Linked DNA regions of Mus musculus: all the other regions are linked to region 2. Evidence: chromatin contacts called from public HiChIP or PLAC-seq and promoter capture Hi-C data. All regions are on one chromosome and are shown on one strand. The core of a region is the stretch at or near the end of the contact, and the rest is flanking DNA. Distances in the headings are between cores, read along the strand shown. Region 1 holds the start of Puf60 (poly-U binding splicing factor 60). Region 2 holds the start of Gsdmd (gasdermin D). Region 3 holds the start of Zfp41 (zinc finger protein 41).

Region 1 (3,173 bases), core at 555-3,054, 220 kb after region 2:
ACGCAAGCCAAGCTCTGCCCTTCACCAGCTCAGAATAAAGAGTTATTTCCATTACACAACATATTAAATACCCTGAGCAAATCACCTAAAATCTAGTCCTGAGGCTCTTCCTGTGCAGGGGCATGGCCTATTTCTCAGGCAGCAGCGAAGATTTATGGAATCAATTTCCATGAAGTCCCTTAAGTCTGCATATGGAAAGTAAGCCACAGGTTCTAGCAACATTAGTACCATTGAGAGCAGTGCCAGACCCCAAGAATAGGACTGGCTGAAGGACGCTGTCTTCCATCTGTTCAGGTCCCTTCACAGGGTGTAGTGCTACTTCCTGGGTAGCCAGGCTTGTACTGAGCACTGTGGATGCAGCAAAACAAGAGAAAGAGAGAGAGAGAGAGAGAGAGAGAGAGAGACAATTCTCGGGGGCCTTGTGGTCAAATGCTGGCAAAGACGGCTTCAGTGGTGAGACTTACTGCTCGAGACCATCTCAATAATGACACTATCTGTCTAGCATCGCGCTAACCTTTCAGTCTGCATGAACAACAGGGGCTACCCAGAAATGAGGCATCCACTCTCCTCCAGTGCTGTTTAAAGTATTTTATACTCTGCCCTCACCCTTTCTTCTATCATCTGACAGCCACCTAAGGGCAGTCATCAACTCCTCAACTCTCTGGTTGTCTTTCCGAAAAGACCATTTACACCAATAGCGTCAAGCAGCGGAAGCAGGAATTTTTTTTTTTTTCTTTTGAAGTTAGCCCTGATGTGAGCAAGACATACTAGATCCACCCCTCACAAGCTGGAGCAAGTGCCCCTCTCCCATTATGAAGGTGCAGTTCCCAGCTAAGGCTGAGGAATGGCAGCCTGTGTGTACTCTACTCGACCCTACCCTACGGCTGGCCTCCAGGCACCTAGGGCTTAAGTGGTCTCAGCCCTTGCTTCATCCCCTCTGAGTGAGGGTGGCGGCTAACAAAAGTCTGGATTGCAGTGGGGTTAGGTCCAAGAGATAAATAGTCCCTGAAGGAACTCCTGGTGGTAGCCATTCAAGGAACATTCCCGACTGACTAGGGCAGAACCAAGTTCAGCCCTTGGAGCGTCCAGCCCAAGACAAGGGGGTTAGCAAAGTCTTATGATGCCCACCCGGACCAGTGACCGAGGCAGGCACCGGCTGTCGGGTTCCCCACAGAGGCAGTGACAGAATGGCTGTTTGAAAGGTGTGGAGGGGAATGGGGGTTGGGAGAGATGCTCTTCCCCTCCTGCGTGTTAACGGAACGGGAAACCCTCGTCTCTGCACCATGGCGCAGAGCAAATGCTAACGGGTCCGCCCCTTCCGCGTCCCCAACACGGGGCGTAGCCGCGCGGGTCTGGAGCAGGCACCAGGACACCCTAATGCCACCGGACGCCTAGACAGTTGTCGCCCAGTCTCGGCAGACAGGACCGCCCCGCGGGGATCCAGCAGGGCAGCTCCGCGGCCGGCCCACCCCGCCCAGCTGCCGGAAACTGGAGTCCTCGAGCCGGAAGCTGCAGTCGAGCCCCAGCCGTGGCCGCAGCCGCGCGCTCCCGCTCCGCCTCCGCCCCGCGTGCCGGGGACCACGGTAAAGTCCGTACGAGGTCCGGGTCGGGCCGCTGCGCACCCAGGGTCCCCTCCGCACCCTGTCCCAGCCGACGACTCACTCCTCCGAGCTGAGGGCCGCCCCCTGGCCGCGAGGGACTCACTTACGAGAGCTATAGTCGCCGTCGCCATCTTGCGTCCGTCGCGGCCGCCGCGCGCGCCACAAGCATCAGCTCCCTCCGCAGTCTCGCGCGATCTGGGCGTCGGACGCGGAAATCTCGCGACGTACGGCATAGCTACGAGAGCGGAGACCGAAACGCATTTCCGGGGCGGAGCAGGCCGTTAATGTACCGGAGGAGGACGGGGCGGGCCGGGGTTTTGGAGTGGCGACCCGGAGAGCCCTCCCCTGGTCGGGGGGGGGGGGGGTCGACATTTTTGAGTCAGTTCCGTCTGCCTCTTTTCCTACCACCCTATTTTAGTTGAGTCCACTCGCTGAAAGCTCGTAGACTGCGGAGACAGAAGACAAAAAGACTGATGCATCGTCCTTTGCATTGTCCATCTAAAGTCAGGAATCCTCATTCATTTTGAAATATGGTCTCTTTCCTAGTGAGAAAATAGCCGTTGACACGAAGATGGCCCCCAAAAGATGGCTCCCCAGCCTGTCCTGTGGTTATTGTCCTGTGGGCATAAATGTGTACGTTAGTCCCCAAGTCCTGAGCTATGTGTAAATATGTAGTTCATCTGGGCTTTGTGGCCGTAAGGCTGCCTGCAAGGCACCAACCACATCTGTAAGCTCAGGCACCTTCAAACTCCACCGGATAGCCATTCTCGTTTTCCACCCCTCGGGTTTTCAGACTTTAATATAGAGATCTTTAGCAAAACATGGCAGAATATTTTCCTCCCCCTCGGTACCCCCTTTAAACAGGAAAAAGCTCTACTGAAAGCAAACCTAAGTGGGCAGAGAAGTGGAATGCTGGGGAGCCAGGGGAGGGCCTTAGCAGGCTGGTGTGTGATGCTTGTGTCTTGAATTCTCCGAAAATGTGCAGATAGTTTAAAAAAAAAAAAAAAAAAAGTAGGTGCCTCCAGACTTCTATCCCTAATACAGGTTACTAGTCGTTCTGGCTCTGCCAACAGTGCCTGGAGATTAGCTCCTCCTGGGAACGAAGCGCTGAGACCCAGCTTAGCATCTCACTCTTAAGCAAAAGTGGCCAGCCAGAATCACCAAGCAGAAGAGCATGAAAAGAAACCAAGACAACAAAGGAAATGGAAGATACCTAAAGATGTTGCATCCCCCAAACAAGAAAATAAAGATCATGAACTTAGATTTCCCCATTTAAAAAAGAGAAAAATTAAAACGGCCAGGTGTTGGTGGTGCACTCCTTTAATCCCAGCACTTGGGAGGCAGAGGCAGATTTCTGAGTTCGAGGCCAGCCTGGTCTACATAGTTCAGGACAGCCAGGGCTACACAGAGAAACTCTTGTCTGGAAAAACACCCCCCCCCCAAAAAAAAACAAAACAAAATCTGCAAATGAGCGATTCGATAAGTTGAAAAATAAAGTTGAGCTATGTGTGGTGGCATATACCTGTGATCCCAGCACTCCAGAGGCAGGGGCAAGGAGAAGCTCTGTGAATT
Region 2 (3,147 bases), core at 277-2,776:
GGGTGGCTCATGCCTTTAATCCCAGCATTCACGAGGCAGAGGCAGGTAAATCTCTGTGAGTCCCAAGATAGTCTTGTTTATTTATTGAGCTTCAGGCTAGCAGGGGATACATAAAGAGACCCTGTCTCAAAGTTAAATTAAATAAACAAATGCATACATAAATAAACTCGTGTGGCTACTGCCCACACCCCAGGACACTGGCAACCATGAACAGTTGGCTTACTTGGGGGATTTCATACAAAATGGCTTGCACAGTGATGTGTCATTTTTTTGTTTGTTTGTTTGTTTGGTTGGTTGGTTGGTTGGTTGGCTTGGATTAGTTTTGGTCTGGCTTCTTCCGCTTGTGGCCGTGTTTTCAGGGTTTATCCACATTCTGCAATGTGTCTTATAGGTGTACTCAAGCTTCTCAGTAGCCATGCAAGCGCCCTATTGAGGGTTGGTGACAGAGCTTGGTCATAGGGGGCTTTCTTGCCTAGTGTGTGCAGGGCCCAGAACTGGACAAAATTTTAATCTATGTATGAATTGATTGTCATTCAGGTCACTTGAGGGTTATCTGCTTGACTCTTTAAAATGTTACCATGGAAACTGGAGAGATGGTGCAGGGGTTAAGAGCACTTGCTGCTCTTACAGAGGACGGGGACTCAAGTCCTGGCACCCACATATGGTGCACTTGCATATATGCAGACAAAACACTCCCACACGTGGGATATAAGTTTTTAAAATCTCAAGAGGAAAATTTAAACTCTACAGCAAACATTGGTGTAGGCATATCTGTTTGACCTTCTGTTTGCTGTATGAGAAACACTTCACCATTGATAGCCACAACCCCAAGATGACCTCTTGCTTTGGATATGCACCTACAAGTCCAATTGCTAGGTCACCTGGTAACTCTACATTCACCCGTTTGAAAAATTGTGGATGTATTCTAGAGCAGCTCTGTTTTCAATTTCCTGTCTGCAAGGACCATGGGGTTTGCTTTACTGCTATTTACTTAGGATGTCAGCCAGCAGAGTAGCTTTGATGCTATCTAGTTTTGATTTGCATTTTCCTGATAACTAATGGTGTGCTTGCTGGCAACTGGTTCAGTTGTGTATTCCTAGAGAAGTCCATTCAGATCTTTTACTATGGCCCAGGTGTTTAAGAAAGAATAAGTGAAGCCTGGTGGTGGTGGCGCACGCCTTTGATCCCAGCACTTGGGAGGCAGAGGCAGGTGGATTTCTGAGTTCGAGGCCAGCGTGGTCTACAGAGTGAGTTCCAGGACAGCCAGAGCTACACAGAGAAACCCTGTCTCGAAAAAAAAAAACCAAAGGGGGGCGGGGTGGGGGGGAAGCGCTGCGAACTTGGAGGAACCCGAACTAGAAGAAAGCGAAGCTCCCGGATCGCAGGGAATTCCCGAAGCCCAGGCGGGCTCCGGGGAGGAGGAGGAGGAGGAGGCTAGGGCAGGCTGCGCAGCTGTTCCGGGAGGGAGGGCTCCTTGAAAGCACCGCGCCCGCTACGTCGGGCTGAAGCTTTACGGTTTCACTTTTGTGTCCTGCCGCCTGAGTTCCGCTCTTGGTCGTGGCTCCCGTTGCTCCCGGGTTGAGCAGACAATAGACCCCTCCCCGGCATCCCAGCAGGTCCTCGCTTCGCTTGGTGGACCCAGATACCTCGGCAGGGGTGAAAAATCGAGGTGAGCCACCCTGCTACCCAGCTCTTCCAGAGCCCAGCCGCCCCTCCTCTATCTAGTGTGGTCTACGCTATGGCCTGGATGCTTGCTTGTTGAGTTGGGGATTTAGCCCTTCCCAGAAGCCCCACTATACCTTGAAGACAGTTTGAAGGGGCCCTAGCAGCTAGGGTCTACCCTCTATGGAGGTCACCCACTAGTGATACAGTGGGACAAGCCTGGTTTGGACTTGACACTGGGGCGGGAAGAGGGGACCGAGTGGGGGGAGGGGAAGGAGGGGGGACTCTCTAGGCTTCTGGGATGATTCCTTGACCCATAAGTCCCTCCCTGATCACCAAGGGCCTTCCTGCCTCACTCTCCACCGTTAGCCCAGAGACCCAGTTTCCTAGGTGTAGAGTTGTTCCTCCACAGTGCCCAGGTTGTCTGTCCCAGGCCTGTTTTGGCCTCTGACCCATGAAAGTTCAATCAGGTCAGGTAGCTCACAGAGCTGTACATGAGAGCCCTGGAGGAAACCACTGAGCCCTGGAACACTGGCTTTGCTGTGGGCTCCTGTGCTAAATCCCTTAGAAGTGGGGGCTTGTGTTCCTTCCCCAGCCTTGGCCCTCAGCCAGGGAGAGCAACAAGGTATCTTAGACTTTAGCAATTGGCCAAAGGCTATGCACAGTAATTAATGATGTAGATAGTATAGACCTACTACAGACTACCTCCTCCTCCTCCTCCCCCTCCCCCTCCCCCTCCCCCTCCTCCTCTTCCTCCTAAGTGCTGTGGCCCCAAGGAGAGACAGATAGGCGAGCCACGGAGTGAATCGTGTCTGTGTTGTGTTGGTCGGGCAGGAATGTGCCAGGACTAACAAGGCAAGGCTACTTTGAAGGGATGGGGTTCCTGAGTGCTGGAGGAACTAAGTACGGAGCCCTGCCGTCTGCCCCCAGGACCATGCCATCGGCCTTTGAGAAAGTGGTCAAGAATGTGATCAAGGAGGTAAGCGGCAGCAGAGGCGATCTCATTCCGGTGGACAGCCTGCGGAACTCCACCAGCTTCAGGCCCTACTGCCTTCTGAACAGGAAATTTTCAAGCTCAAGGTTCTGGAAACCCCGTTATTCATGTGTCAACCTGTCAATCAAGGACATCCTGGAGCCCAGTGCTCCAGAACCAGGTATCTTCTTTCCCATCTTGATCCCCCAAGATTGAACAGAAGGGAATGGGCAAAGCCCAGCCTGCCATCTAACTGGGCATGTTCAACTCTACTCCTCTGGTCCTATTTCCAGAGTAGGGAGGTTTTTTTTTTTAATTAATTAATTTATTTATTTATTTTACGTATGTGAATACACTGTAGTTGGACAGATGGTTGTGAGCAATCATGCAGTTGCTGGGAATTGAACTCAGGACCTCTGTTCCCTCCAGCCCTACTTGCTCTAGCCCAAAGATTTATTTATTATATGTAAGTACATTGTAACTGTCTTTAGACACACCAGAAGAGGGCGTCA
Region 3 (2,941 bases), core at 43-2,542, 250 kb before region 2:
AATGCTGGTAAGCCAGAAAGCCCCATGCCACTGGTAGGAATGAATGAGAAATGGCACAGGCTCTCTGGAAAGCAGCTTGTCTGTTTCTTGCAAAAGGCAACATGCAGTTTGGGACCTAGCAACTGCCTTCCTGGGCACGGTCCCAGGGAAATGAAACAGCACGGGGGGAGGGCGGGGGGGGGGGCGCTGCTTCCCAACAACCTTGTAAACACGTCCTTCAGTGGACAAAGGATCCCAAAGCTGTGATGCACACAGCGCAGAGGCAGCTGTTCAGGAGGCTGAATGAACCACCATTCAATACACAGCCACTCTTGTGAATCTAGACAGCGATGCCTGAATGATAATCGGCAAGCTCCGCCAAGTTGCACGCTGGACAATTACATTTATCTAGCATGTTGGCGTTGAATCTAAACGGATGAGGTGGAGACGACACTTAAAGAAAGGGTCTGTTAGAGGTTTGATACAGGCTTCTGCAGCACAGGAGGCACTAACACTGTGTACTAGTCATGTAAAATGGCGCCCCCAGGGAGACTTCACCAAGCACACAACAGCTCTCGATTCGTTTCTCATAACTTCATTCTCCAAGCGCCGTGGGCCACACCTATCGTCCCAGGACTCGACCGAGGCAAGAGATTGCTAGTTCTAAGCCAGCCTAACCAAATATAATAGTGGAGAATATACCCAGAAAGTCGAAAGAGCACAAGAAGTGACTAGATTTAAATATCTGTAAAGGCCCGCGTTAAGGACAGAGCAGGGGACCCTGGCTTTGCCGGAAAGGAGGGGCGGGGTCGGATGATTCCAGGGGGCTACAGGCCGTGCACTACTGGGTCCGCCATCCCGGCGTGCCACAGATGGCAAACCCGATGACTGAGAAATAACACGAAGCCTGCAGAAGAAGGCTTGGAGTCCTGAGAAGAGGCGCACGCCGGGAGAAAGGCGCCGCCCGCAGCCCAGAAGCTTGCACAGGCACAGACGCCTGCTTAGCATCCTCTCAAGCGAAGCTCGAGCCCGCAGCCACAGCATCACAAGGAGCGAGGGCAGTGTCTCCTAGAGCCGACCCGAAGGGGCGGGGAGAGGTAGGCGGGCCTACGGCCGCAGCACGGGATCACAGAGAGGCCGGGCGGCTGCTCCTAGAGCGACACCAGAAGGGCGTGAACGAGCAGGCGGGGCTCCGGAGCTTGCGGCGGTACCACCGAGAACCCGGCAAGGGTCCTAGAGCGGCACTGGAGTGGGTTTCGAGCGGTGGGCGGGGCTTAGGGTGCGCGGCAGCACCACCGAGAGGCCGGGGAAGGTAGAGCGGCACCAGAGGGGCGGGCGCCTTTAGGCGCGGGAGTGGCGGGCTCAAGTGGGCATTGTTAACGGTCGCCCGCCCGCCGGTCAGCCTGCTTACGGCCACGTTCCGCCGGCGTCTGTGCTCGGCACCCATCAGGTACTCTCTGCGTGTGTGCACGGTAGCCCCGACCGGGCGAAGGCCGGCTTCTGAGTCGTTTCTCTGTGGACCACCTCGGCGGTGTTGCAGAGGTCCTTGGAGGCGGGGAAGGTGGGCCGGGCTACCTAGCGAAGCCCCTTGTTGCTGGATGCATTGAGCGCCTTATCCTGCCGGCTCCAGCAGCTCCTTGATGGACCTGAGTCCCTAGGTCAGCGGAATTCAACTAAGTTGCCTGAATCACTCGCACCTACTCCTGTGCACAGGCCTGTGAAGAGAGGGGGCAATAAGCTAAGTCGCTGGGGTCTTCTCTGGTTTTAATGACTATTTAAGTTTTCAGTGAGGATGGTCCTTGGTGAGCAGACACAGACACCTGGGTCCCGCTTGTCATTCCTCTCACCAGAGTGATGGTGTTTGAATTGGTACTGAGTGATGCTGCAGACAGGGACTCTCAGGTGTCTCCTGAGCTGTCCCACAAAAGACAAACACTTTCAGATGCTGACATAGAGCAAACAGTCACCTAGCCGCCTGGATCTTGGACTCTGAATCCGGATAAGAATTTTATCTGCTGGGTTAGATATGTGGGTATTTGTCAAATGCTTAGAACAAAATACAGTGTGTTCCCAAAGTGTTTTTGGGAAAGTGTGGGTGCTCTAGATGGAACTGCCAGCAGAGCCCACCCCTTTGGGCCTCTGGGAGTAAAGGGGATGGTGCAGGTTTAGAGATAAAGAGGGGTCACATAGAGAGAGCCTCATCAATACAAGAGGCATCCTTTGGGGGTCTGATGGGGTTTGCTGTGGATTATGAGGAGAGCCCTGAGTTTTCCAGGCTCAGAACCAGGCTGTTGTATGGTAGAGTTACTTCCTACTCCAGGGTGTTTGCACAGTCCCAATGTGGGCGGGTAGAGAGGATAAGGAAGAACGGGGAAGGTTCTGTTTGGGGAGGTGGAAAATGGCCATCGGTCCATGATGGCTATGGCTTTCTCTGGGATGAGTGAAAATCTTGTCTTCAGGCCCAGGAGTGTCTGTGGCTGAGTGAGAGAGTCACTCAAAGAGATGAGCATACAGTGGACCAGAGGCTCTGAGCTCAGCTTATAGGCCTGGGGCTAGAGCTCTGGGGAGTCCACTTTAGTCTGAGGGGCTCATCATGTGAGCAGCTGGAAAGACAGTGGAGCTGCAGAGAGCTAAGAGCTGCCTCTGACCTGTTGTTCATGCTTTTGCCTCCAGAAGCAAGACGACCGTGGTTCTGTCTGCTTGATGCAGCTTCGTACGCAGGAGCTGTCCCTGACAGCGAAGTCCCAGAGAAGGAGCCAGGCAGCCACTGTCTGAAAACCCTCAGCCTTCCCTGGCCTCCAGGGGGGTTTCCTGCTTCCTAAGAGCAGCAATGGAAAAGCCTGCAACTAGGAAAAAGAAGAGTCAGGCCCCAAAGGAGGAGGCAGGTGCGCAAAAGGCCACTGTCAAGGGAGAGAAAACATCAAAGGGGAAAAAGGCAACCAAGAAGCCAAGAAAGCCCCGC

What was found. Promoter capture Hi-C pulls out the DNA fragments that hold promoters and counts their contacts. HiChIP or PLAC-seq counts read pairs in DNA pulled down with a chosen protein or histone mark.
Region 1: a contact with region 2 is called in an H3K27ac HiChIP or PLAC-seq map of embryonic stem cells, with 3 times the contacts expected there. The contact joins the promoter of Puf60 here to the promoter of Gsdmd in region 2. A contact is called at or near these places in 6 of 115 datasets of contacts at active chromatin or transcription factors (the SCID.adh cell line, effector CD8 T cells, embryonic stem cells and 1 more) and 2 of 9 other capture datasets (adipose tissue and liver).
Region 3: a contact with region 2 is called in a promoter capture Hi-C map of pre-B cells, with 2.0 times the contacts expected there. The contact joins the promoter of Zfp41 here to the promoter of Gsdmd in region 2. A contact is called at or near these places in 1 of 39 promoter capture datasets (pre-B cells), 1 of 484 Hi-C or Micro-C datasets (the N1E-115 cell line) and 1 of 115 datasets of contacts at active chromatin or transcription factors (memory CD8 T cells).

Annotation. Positions count from the first base shown.
Region 1 is chr15:76,079,142-76,082,314 of GRCm38.p6, forward strand. Puf60 (poly-U binding splicing factor 60) reads right to left here and starts at 1,805. Exons shown (of 12, transcript NM_028364.2): 1 at 1,709-1,805. The coding sequence starts at 1,732.
Region 2 is chr15:75,860,813-75,863,959 of GRCm38.p6, forward strand. It overlaps Gsdmd (gasdermin D), which reads left to right and starts at 1,527. Exons shown (of 11, transcript NM_026960.4): 1 at 1,527-1,669; 2 at 2,593-2,816. The coding sequence starts at 2,597.
Region 3 is chr15:75,615,392-75,618,332 of GRCm38.p6, forward strand. Zfp41 (zinc finger protein 41) reads left to right here and starts at 1,293. Exons shown (of 3, transcript NM_001044718.2): 1 at 1,293-1,429; 2 at 2,653-2,941. The coding sequence starts at 2,810.